Regions from separate parts of the Anas platyrhynchos genome. Here region 2 is linked to region 1. The links are chromatin contacts, called in public Hi-C maps. All regions are on one chromosome and are shown on one strand. Each heading gives the region's core, a stretch centred on a gene start, on an enhancer-like site or on the middle of the called end of the contact. The rest is flanking DNA. Distances are from core to core; before and after follow the strand shown. Region 1 overlaps ITGB4 (integrin subunit beta 4). Region 2 overlaps LOC139999067 (a long non-coding RNA gene).

Evidence for each region. A called contact is a pair of places that touch in the nucleus more often than the background predicts.
Region 2: a contact with region 1 is called in a Hi-C map of liver, with 2.2 times the contacts expected there. The contact joins two enhancer-like sites. A contact is called at or near these places in 2 of 8 Hi-C or Micro-C datasets (liver and skeletal muscle).

What each region holds. Positions count from the first base shown.
Region 1 is chr19:8,893,039-8,898,207 of IASCAAS_PekinDuck_T2T, forward strand. ITGB4 (integrin subunit beta 4) reads right to left here. Exons shown (of 41, transcript XM_027471297.3): 17 at 4,953-5,072; 18 at 4,558-4,664; 19 at 4,260-4,293; 20 at 3,889-4,080; 21 at 3,599-3,702; 22 at 3,264-3,322; 23 at 2,910-2,933; 24 at 2,599-2,747; 25 at 2,339-2,518; 26 at 1,624-1,772; 27 at 1,061-1,265; 28 at 1-82. Among named protein-coding and RNA genes, the nearest start is that of GALK1, 18 kb to the left of the region's middle. Within about 2 kb of position 3,038, at least 1 of the 8 cell types and tissues checked has an H3K27ac peak or open chromatin away from gene starts, as enhancers often do.
Region 2 is chr19:9,095,125-9,100,293 of IASCAAS_PekinDuck_T2T, forward strand. All of the region lies in intron 1 of LOC139999067 (a long non-coding RNA gene), which reads left to right. Among named protein-coding and RNA genes, the nearest start is that of TSEN54, 6.5 kb to the left of the region's middle. Within about 2 kb of position 1,972, at least 2 of the 8 cell types and tissues checked have an H3K27ac peak or open chromatin away from gene starts, as enhancers often do.

The DNA.
Region 1 (5,169 bases), core at 1,788-4,287:
TTCAGCGGTGCACCCAGGCGGCCTTTGGGGGACTGCGTGACTTGGCCCATGCCAGTCAGTGGGGGGACACCATCCACCACCTCTGCAGACACGAGGAAGAGAGCACATCAGTGCCAGTGCCCCGCGAGGATGGAAAAGAAGGAAATGTGCCTCTTCCCATCACTGCCTGGCCATTAATGAGTGAACTTCTCAGAGCATTTCAGAAGGGTATTTCCCCATCACAAGGAAGGGAGACTGAGGCATTCAGTGATGACATCCCCAAACCATACAGCCAGCTGGCACAAGGGTCTGGCGCTGACCCCCCAAGTCCTGCACCTCTTGCTGCTTCTCACAATCTGCCCAGGTAGGAAGAACTTGGCTTCTTGCAGCTTAAAATCCTTAGCTCTGGCTGAATATATTTAACAATGCTTCCACATCTTGATTGCTTGCCCTGTGCAGCCGTGAGAGGAGCAGGAGATGGGCAGAGCCTTCTCAAGTCACAGAATCCCCGAATATCCCGAGTTGGAAAGGACCCACAAGGATCACCGAGCCCAACTCCTGGCACCACACAGGTCTACCCAAAAAATCCCCTCCCCTTGTTTCTCCTAGAAAGCCACCAAGGCCTTGCCTGTTCCAGGAAGCTGCTCTGGTTACTCCAGTGACAACGGACTGTTTTTATCCCGTTTTCCTAGCTATTACCACGATAAATCTCTCTGTAATTGACCCACTTGCTGGCAGCTCTTACAGCTCTGTACGGCCACAGTCACAGGAATCGCCAAGCACAGCTCCCAGAAAGGGAGCCTCTCCTTTATTTTAACAGCTTTTTCTTCAAATCCCCAAGGAAAAGGAAAGAAGAATGCCCTCTATTTCCTTTTGCAGTGTAGATCATCTATTCTCTTCCCACCCAGTGCCTATACCCGCTCAAGCCTCTAGAGGGAGACCCAAATCTACCAGTGGGAGCTGGAGGCACCTCCTCATCCCTGCCCTTGGGGTGAGCAGCAGGGCTTGGAGCTCTGCAGGACCCGGCTGGGCAGGTCCTGCTGGGGTCCCCCAGCTCCTGCTGCCATCTGCCAGCCCCTACCTGGGTCAGCGATGGTCACCGTGGTCTGGGGGTAGCGGCCGATCTTGGCGCCGTACTTGGGATGGAGGAGGTCGATGGCGAACTGCTTGAGCTGGCAGTTGTGCAGGAGGGTGTCTATTTCGGTGAGCTCCAGCAAGGAGACCTGCACCTCTTTCCGGGTCTCGCCGGGCTGGAAGATCAGGTCGCCTTCTGCAAAGACGTAGTCCTGGAGGAGGAGGGAGAGGTCAGAGCACGCAGCACCCGTGAGATGGTTCCCAGAGTGATTCCCCTCGTCTCCCAGTGAACCTCCACTGGCCTCCCAGTGCCCCACAGCTCGGGGGCAGCCGGCACCCTCTGACTGAGGTCCAAGCAGCCTCTCAAGTCCCTGAGGCACAGGGAATGAGGGCAGGAATCAGGGATGGAGGAGAATGTGTCCGTCCCTGTGCTACACAAAAGCCTTGGGTCCACCTTCTCCTGGCCATGTCCCCTTTGAACCCAACTCAGTTTTCCTGCAGCCCTAGGGTCGGTTCCTTCCCTGGTGTCTGCTCGTTCCTGCCTGCCAAGGCCAGGAGCATTGGCCTTACCCTGCCGTCCTTGGCGGTGAGGTCTCGGGTCCTGTAGGTGACTTGGGACTTCCCGTTGTCTATGATCTCCCGCAGGACAGGGATCTTGGCCACCTTGTCAAAGCGGCTGTGGGAATAGGCTGGCTGCAAGAAGGTGATGAGGCTGCTGGCTGGAAGGGCAGGAGAGAACAAATGTGTCAAATGCATGAAAAATCGCATTACGAGCACTTGGGAAGAGACTTCCTACCACCCATGGGTATGAACTGCATTAGAAATACCACTGCATGGACTGGAGACTTTACCAGTCCTCTTGCTCCCTGCCCAAAGAACAACCACACAGAAAGCAGAGGAAAATCACTGGGGGTGTTCACCTGCCCCAAGCACAGCATAAAGAGCAATGAGGGCTTCCACTGCATCACTCCAACAACTTTAGAACTGGAGCAGCAGAGGCACGTGGCCAACCTTGGATCTGCCACACAACATAGCACTTAAAACCTGTGATGGTCAAACGTTTTGGTCCCTGCCATCAGGGATGATGGCCCTCCCTTGGATGCTTTAAAAGATGCTCTAGTTTAGACCCAGGTGCCTTCAGATAGCAGTCACCAAGCAAATTTCTGGCTTGTGATGCTGGGGAACTCAACACCTTCCTTAGGAACCACAGGAGTCCATCTGGACAAGGGGCCAACCAACACGAGTGCCCTTGGTCATGCCTCGTGCCATGGCTGCTGCCCTTCACCTTGTTCTTTGATGATGGTGATGTTGACCAGCCTGCGTCCAATCTCCGCGATGCCGGTGGGGACGTCAATGGCCTCCACCTGCAGCTGCTTCTCATCATCATCATCCTCCCTGATGAAGAGCGGGACACGGACATCCACCAGCTCCACGGCTTCTTGGAACTCCACCATCCCATGAGCATCTGGGGGAAAGGGTGACGGTGAGAGGTGGGAAATGCCCCCTCTGCCCGGCCAGGACGCCGTGCTGGGCTCCGCTCCCTACCTTGATCCGAGGTCACGGTGTAATAACCTGGCGAAACCTTCAGGTCGTTGAAAGCCTCGTGGGAGACGTGCTTCTCGGTGACTTTGATGATGTCCATCTTGGCTGAGCGAGGGGCGGTGAGCACAGTGTCCACGATGGTGTGGTCCTGCCTGTGGCCGGGGGAACAAAAAGCAGGGGAAGAGCTGAGGCCAGGTCTGCTCATCGCACGCAGCACCTGGAGGGGTTAGCGGGTTTGCAGGGCACTCCGCCACCCACACCCCTGCCCACAAAAAGGGAGAAGCAGCAAAGACAAGGCTGCAAGCTCCACTTACCTTTTCCCAGAATTGGGCTGTACCCTGAGGGGGAAAAATAAAATAAAATCAGAGTGAGTAACGCTTCTGGGGAGACAAAGTTCTGTGTGAATCACAGCCCTGCACATGTCTGAGCCGCGGCAGATGCCCCACGGGATTCAGCCATGGGGAGCGGTGCCAAACCTCCCTGCAGAGCCCGTGGCCTCCGGTGGGTGAAGCTCCTCACTGGGCTCATGTTTGTGTTGGGAAGGGCTCACAGACCCTGCTCCCTCCCAGCTCACAGATTTCACACCCTTCCCCATCCCTTCCCTCATCAGCAGTGCCCTGGGGCAACCCTGACCCCGAGACAGGCGTTCTCCCCCCCCAGTGACCCACCTGAACTTGGTCTGCTGGAGCTTGTGGCAGCCTGGGATGTGCTTGTAAATGTCGTTCAGCTGCAAGGAGCAAGATGGACATGGGGTTTATCCCCAGAACACAGCCAGAAGCTGCAAACTGAAGCTAGAGAGGAGCTTCAGGAGCAAGCCTCATCAACGTGATGCTTTGATAATTCTTAAGGTTTGTGTTTTCTTTCAGAAGGAGGAAAAAAAAAAAATCAGGAAAAATCTCTTCTTCATTTCAAGGACTGAGTGTCCAGGGAAGGTGTCACAGCCACCACCACCGTGGCTGTGCCCAGTCCCACCCCAAGCCCCCCCAGGTGCTCAGGCCCTTACGTTCTCCTCCACTTCCTTGCGCAGCTGCTCGCACTCCCGGCTCTCCGGCTTCGTGAGGTTCTGCGTGAAAAGCCGGGTCAGCCTCAGAGACAGCCCGTAGGGAACTGCAAGGAGAAATGCCCCAGTCAGGTTTCTTCCCTCCCGGTCAGAGAAATCACCCAGCAAAAGCTGGATGTGTGGGGATATGCCTGATATACGCGGGGACATGGTGTCCAGATCCCATGGCGTCCATGCCCTTTATGGCACCACAGCACCTCCTTGGGGTCCCATTCCCCGGCGGAGACACTCACTGAGATCTTTGGGGTTGGCGGTGGCAGTGTGGGAGGCGAAGCCCTGCTTGTGGACATTGTTGTTGATCTTCCAGCGGACGGTGTCCCGGCCCTTGAGGGACCCGCTGCGGACCATGGGGGTGTCCAGGTGGTCGGAGGACATGAGGCTCTGGCGCAGCATGTAGTGGTCCTCCTTGAAGCCAACCGTGCGACCTGCAGAGCAGGGGCAGAGTCAGTGCTGTGGGGCAGGGAGGACGGGCAGCAGCTTGGCTCTGCTGGGAGATGGCCCTGATTTACCACACCCCACAAGGGGATCCCTACTTGTGTCCTCCCCCCAAGGAAGGCAGTGACCCCACAAACCCCTCTCTCCCCCCCATTCAAAGGGCTGGTACCTCGTGCACAGCAGGGAAGCAGGGCCAGGCAAGCCTAGAAAAGACATGACCAAACACACAGTCACTCTGCAGCCAAGGGTGTAAAAATCTCAAGTCTCCAGCTGGGAGGGCTCACAGCAGCAGGGCTGGAGCAGGGCTGGGTGGGCGGTGGATGAATGGGGCTCTGGAAGGTGATTTTAGCCAGATATCCTTTTAGTGGGGGAAATCACACAGCATTTGATGCCAGCAACAGGTGCTGGACACCATCAGGACCCAGCCCCGGTAGAGGCAGGATGGGTTTGGGAAATTTGTCACTCACCTTGCAGCAGGCGCAGAACCTCCAGCACAGCAGCAGCAGAAGCCCCAGGAGGAGGATCAGGAAAATGAGCAGTGGGATGAGCCAGAGGAAGTTTCCCGGAGGGCACTCTGCAAGGGACAGCAGCACGGGCTGTGACTGCAGGGCAGCAGCCAGGGGAGGGAACGGGGAGAGCACGGCCACAGCTCTCAGAGAGACGGAGCAGCCAATTTCAGCCTGGGAGCTTCTCTCCTGGTGCTCACGATGAGAAATGCTGCCCAGGGAGAGCTCTGCCACCTCTTGGCTCCTACCCAAGGGGCCTTCCAGCACCTCGTGTCTCTCCCTGACTGTGCTGGGCTCTCATCACCAAAGGTGCTGCTCTCTGAGGACGCTGCTCTCCACCTCCCGTGCCTGCTCACCTTTCTTCTTCTGCACCTGGACGGTGGCGTTGGGGAGGTCGCTGGGGTCTCCCATCAGGGTGTAGTGGTAGGTGCAGTCATCCTCCTCGTCCTGGAAGGAGCATTGCTCACTGGCCTCCTCTGTGGATAGATTGGGGACATGATCACCCGGCTGTGGAGTTACCAGGACTGGGAACCCAGCTCCAAGCATGAGGAGACCCCAGGGCACACATGCACA
Region 2 (5,169 bases), core at 722-3,221, 200 kb after region 1:
TTGGGTTTGGCAGACCTTAAATATACAGGGAAGTATTTGGTTTCATATGGAAAGATAATGAGGCCAGGTGTTGCAGCTTGTCCTTGCTGCTGTGGGGTGCTCATGATGTTGGGGATGGTTCCTGTACTGTGATACCACTGGGAGCTCGGGTGGGGTATTGGCAAGAGACTTTTGGCCAAAAAGGTCATTTCTGAGGTAGGTTTCTGGGCTAAAGGACTGGACTGAGGAGGCGTAAGGGCAAGGTTTTAAAAAACTTGTTGAGAACTGAACTTTGGGGACTAAGTGGTTAATGCTTCTGCATAACCAGTGTGTGTGCTGTGGTTCACTGGCTACTACTGCTGCCTTCTGATGGCTGAGGGCTGGAGGAGCTTAAATTTCACTTTCTCCTGTCTGATAAATTTGCTGTAGGAATTGTCTTGGTGTGACCACCTGTAGGCTGCGACTCCACTGATGGGGCTCTGCAACAGGAAAACTGATCATAGCCTCGCTGCGTGGGCTGTGGTACGCAGTGAGCTAACGAAGGTCCCAGGTAATGACACGAATCCAGGCTTTCAGTAATCACTGCATGAATTTCTAGAGCTGCTGGTTCTCTAAGCATGTTTGAAATCACTTACCGAAACCTGTGCATTACTAATTACATGTGAAAAGCCAGGGAACCATGGACCAACTCCAGACAGATCGGTTAAAATAACCAGAGTCTGTCTGTCTTCAGTGATGCACTGCGCTAGGCTGGGGGAAATGCGGAATTACTTCCATCTGGCAAGGATGGCTGAAGCTGTTCTTGTTTCCCCAATTTGCCTTGGCATCCTGCAGGTCACTCGAGCAGACTGACATCGAACACTGCCTGCCGTGGGGTACAGGAGCCTTGCTGCTCAGAGTTCAAGGCTCTGGGTCATGCTTCTTGCTCAGGTTTCATAACTTCCTTCTGAGGCATTTGCGTTCACCTGGTACTTTGAAATGTCTTCATTTCAAATGAAGCCTTGTGCTGAGGCTTGGAGCAGTGGGTGTGAAGGTGCTAAGGAAGGGTGAAGGGCTGCTTGGTGCTGGTATCAGTGCACCCTGAGACCACTCAACTCCTCTGTGCTGCTGCCCGTGTTTCCAAGGAGGTTTTTGCATTGATTAGTTGGAGCACTAACAAAGTGTGCTCATCTGGGCTCTTGAGTTTTATTAATGTGCAACATCAAGAGGTTGGGATAATGAAGATATTTTAACAGCTCCTACAAATAAATCAGCCCCATGAACACGTAAGTTCATCTACACCTTGATGTCTGGTGCAGATGGCCTCAATTATAGCACTGCTGCGTGCTGATTTGTTCTGTTGGCGAGGCTGAAAAGGGCGATGCTGCTTTTCTTTGCTTGTGGGAAAGCCAGCGTGGTGCTGGGGTGGGAAGGGATGAGTCTCCAGCTGGCAGTGGGCACAACACACACTGTGGAGTGGGAAGCAGGCTTGGTTGGGATTGTTTTGGACTCTGATAACTGGGATGCATTTCTGAAAGCTGGCCCATTGTGGCTGGCAAAGCACTAATGAGGTGGGTTGGAGAGCCTGCCATGCTCTGCTCTCAGGAGGAAGGTGCCATGAGGCTCCCTGTGACAGCTTTCAGATTAATAAGCATCTTTGCCTCGCTGGCTGTGTTGCCTGATGCCTCCCTTCCCATCAGCCTGTTTCTGTGCTGCTGGCTGCCGTTGGGTACCTAGCTCTTGCTCCTGAGCATCCCTCGAGCTCTGGGGGGGGCTGGCAGCAATGTGGCACTTGCAGCCCTCTCGAGGTCCCCTTTGGGCTCCCTCCTCCTGGCTGTAGGGCTCTGGGATGGGACCTGGGAGCCTGGGGGGTGCTGCTGGGTTACCCTGAGCATCCCACAGAGGGTACTTGATCCCAGCTGTCCCGCTTCTTGTGGGTCCCTTGGGGACCTTCAGCAGATGTCAGTCTGCAGCTGGCTTCTTGCCACCCTCGCACAGGACTGACCTCGACTTGAGGCCGTTTCCTGAGCACGCAGTGGTTCTTGCATTCAAAGCTGATCACAGCTTTCTGAGCCCACACCAAGGGCACTTTGTGACTGTTTTGAACTTTTAGTCAGAACTTTGTGTCCGTGGTATCTTCTGTGATTGGATTCCATTTGGACTAAAGGCAGGTTTACAGAAGTAGTACATTCCTGCACTGAAAGTGCCCTGTAAGTGGAAGAAACACTCAGTGCCCAAGGGCTGTTATTTCGCTGCCTGTCACGCATGGGTTTGGGGCCACCATGTCAAGCCAGTTACCTGCTTTTTACTCTTTGACAAGGCTTTATGCTGCAAGATAAAGCAATTTTCACTTTGTTGAACAAAGGTGTCTTAGTCACCTAAAAATATATTGGCAGCAGACATGAGCACTCGCTGGAGGTGTTGCAGGGTCTGCCTCTGTGTGCAGCAGCCCCGGGGCACCCAGAGGAGTCCTGCATGCAGCAGGTCCTGCTCTGTGTGCAAGGACTGTCCCATAAGTCCTTCAAATAACCAAGCTGCTCCCCACACCCACCTGTAGCTGCTGTAAAATAAGGTGAGAGCCTGCTCCTGTGCTGAGGACAGCTGTGTGCTTGTCTGAGGGTGGGGGTGGCTTGGGGGAGCTCCTGGCTGCTTTTTGGGGGTGGTTTGCAGCCTGATAGCTGCTGCTGGGCATCCTGGTGGCATGGGGCTTCGCAAGAGCAGTTGGCAGGTGGCTGTGATCTGGAGCTGGGAGAGCAGTGCTTGTTCCCCAGTGGTTATTGCAGCCACCAAACCTCAGGGGGGTGCTTCAGCTTCCCTCAAGCAGCTGTAGCTGTAAGATGTCTTACAGAAAGAAAGAGTACCTATATATTTCTGTAACCAGTGTGAAGGGTTCGGTGTGCATCATCAGCAACGGGTTGTAGCAGACAAGGTGAGGATGAGCCCTCTGCAGCCTCCTTTGATCCTGGAGTGGCTTCTCAGCTCCTGTGCCAGCTGCTCCCTGGCTCGTGTGCTGCTGTGCATCAGGAAGCACCACTTAGTGTTCACGCAAGGACCGTGTCCCTCTGCTGGTCCCCAGACACCTGGGACATGTTCTGCCTCACATATAGCTTCAGAGTAGTTCACATCAGTGTGCAACTAAGTTAAATTAACACCATTTAATCCCACTTATTTTAGTTGAGAGCACCGAGGACTGGCACTACAAATGTCCACCTCTGAGGCTTTAAAAGCTAAAAGATGTTCTTGTCCTGAACTTTGGGGGACAGGATGGGAGGTAATCTTTGTACATAGTACTCAGTCTCGGAAATGAGAGCAATGCTGCTGCCGTGAATGGAAATGTTTCTTCCTCCTAAAAGCTTAATTTTCCTTCTTTTAGGGGGGTTCAAACTGTTCCTGAGGTCTGTGAGTAGCTGTAGCCATGGGGAGGTTTCTGCAAGAAGCTGTTCCAGCAGAAATGGCTGTGCAGCATCAACTTGAGCCAAAAGTAACTTTATCCTAATACGTGGAGAAACTATTTTTCCCTCTGCGTGCTCCTAAAATGAGATTCCATCTCTGCCTCTCCCTGAGCAGGCTCTGCAATACCTGCTAGCACGCTGCCCTGTGCGCGGGGAGCAGCATCAGGAGGGAGCACATCCTGCTGGTTAGCAGTAATCCCAGCAGCACACAGCAGCATCTGGTGTGGGAACAGGTGAGGTGAAAGCCCTCTGATTGTACCTGTGCTTTCAGAGGTAATGCTGGATATAGAAACCCTTCTGTTGTGTGGTGCTGTAACAGGGTGCCTGCAGTGAGCTGATACGGCTTTGTCCAGCTCTGCTGTCAAATAGGTGCAGCGTGGTGCCTGCAAGGGGGTGGCAGCGTGTGGGGTGGGGATGGTTTCATTCTGCTCTCAGCTCCCAGGTGGGCAGGAGGAATGGCTACAGGCAGGGTGCGAGGGCAGGAGGTGATTCCTTCCTGCTTCGGGCAGGGGCAAGGCCAGAGATGCTAAATTCATCCACACAGCTTTAGTATTGGGGCTTTAAAAGAATACTGAAAACTTGGAAAGCATTAGAAGGAAATGCCAAAATGCCATGCAGGGAGGGAATGTGAGAACTCAGTCTGCTTAGTCCTTATCAAACGAAGGGCCTGGTGACTTAATTACACTGTTAAGTACTTTCCCAGATAGCAAAAAGTACTTTAATCCTGGGGGGGAAAGCACAATGAAAGCCTGTCTGATGGATATAATCAGACCAATACAAGCTGGAAAATACTGTGTGGTCTGCTAATGGCTTCTGCCCCAAAGGGGAAAATGTCTCCTGATGGTTGGTTAAGCCAATTCATGCCATCCCAAGTGCCTGTTTGGCTGATGAGGTGATACTCATTAGGGCAGTCAGCTGAGAAGGGGCATTTCCTACCCCAAGATGCAGGGAATGGGCTCCCTTGTTGGCACTGTGGGGCTGCAGGGCCCAAGTTCTGGGGCTGCTGCTCCCTAGGGCTGTCTGTCTGTCTGTCCTCTTGCCGCTGGCTGGGGTGTGCTGGGGCTGAGGCCTCAGCCTCCGTGGTCTCTGGTGTCTGGAGGCCGTTTTCTGAGCTAGCGCTGAGCTTATTGGAAGCAGTTGGTCAAAAGCAGGCTGTGCCTCATACACGAGCAGAGAAATACTTCTGCTGGCTCCACTCTTGCACTTTTATCACTGCTGGCATTAAAAGGGCATTTTCTCCAGATTATTCATGCACCACTAATAACTCCGCAGTGTCCTACGCTAGATCCTGCTTTCAGTTGCACCCAGCTCTTCAGTTGCACCGAAGCCAAGGGAGCTGTACCAACAGATCTGGGGAAAGGCAGAATTGGATATTAGATCAGTTTGCATCCACTTCCAAAGCATGTCTACAGAACAGGAACAGCACGAACCCCAGTGCTGGCATAATTCCATTTAAATGACATGTCTGCAGATGGAAAAGCTGCCAGTGGGTTTGTCTGGTGGAGTAGACAGAGATGGAGCACGAGGCTTAAAGACCTGATAAAAGAAGCTAATGTGGTTTCTTAGGAAATGGAGGTGAGAGGTGTGTGGGTTAAGTGGATCTCCTGCTGCAAGCTTGAGGAGCCAGCAGGGCTCTGAGATGGGATCCGGGGAGCAAGGTAACAGCCACCTAAAGTCCTGCTCCCTCTGTGCTTGCCCTGAAGCTGGGGGGACGCCAGGTCTGGGCCCGTGGGCAGGGGTGCAAGTGGGTTGATGGGCT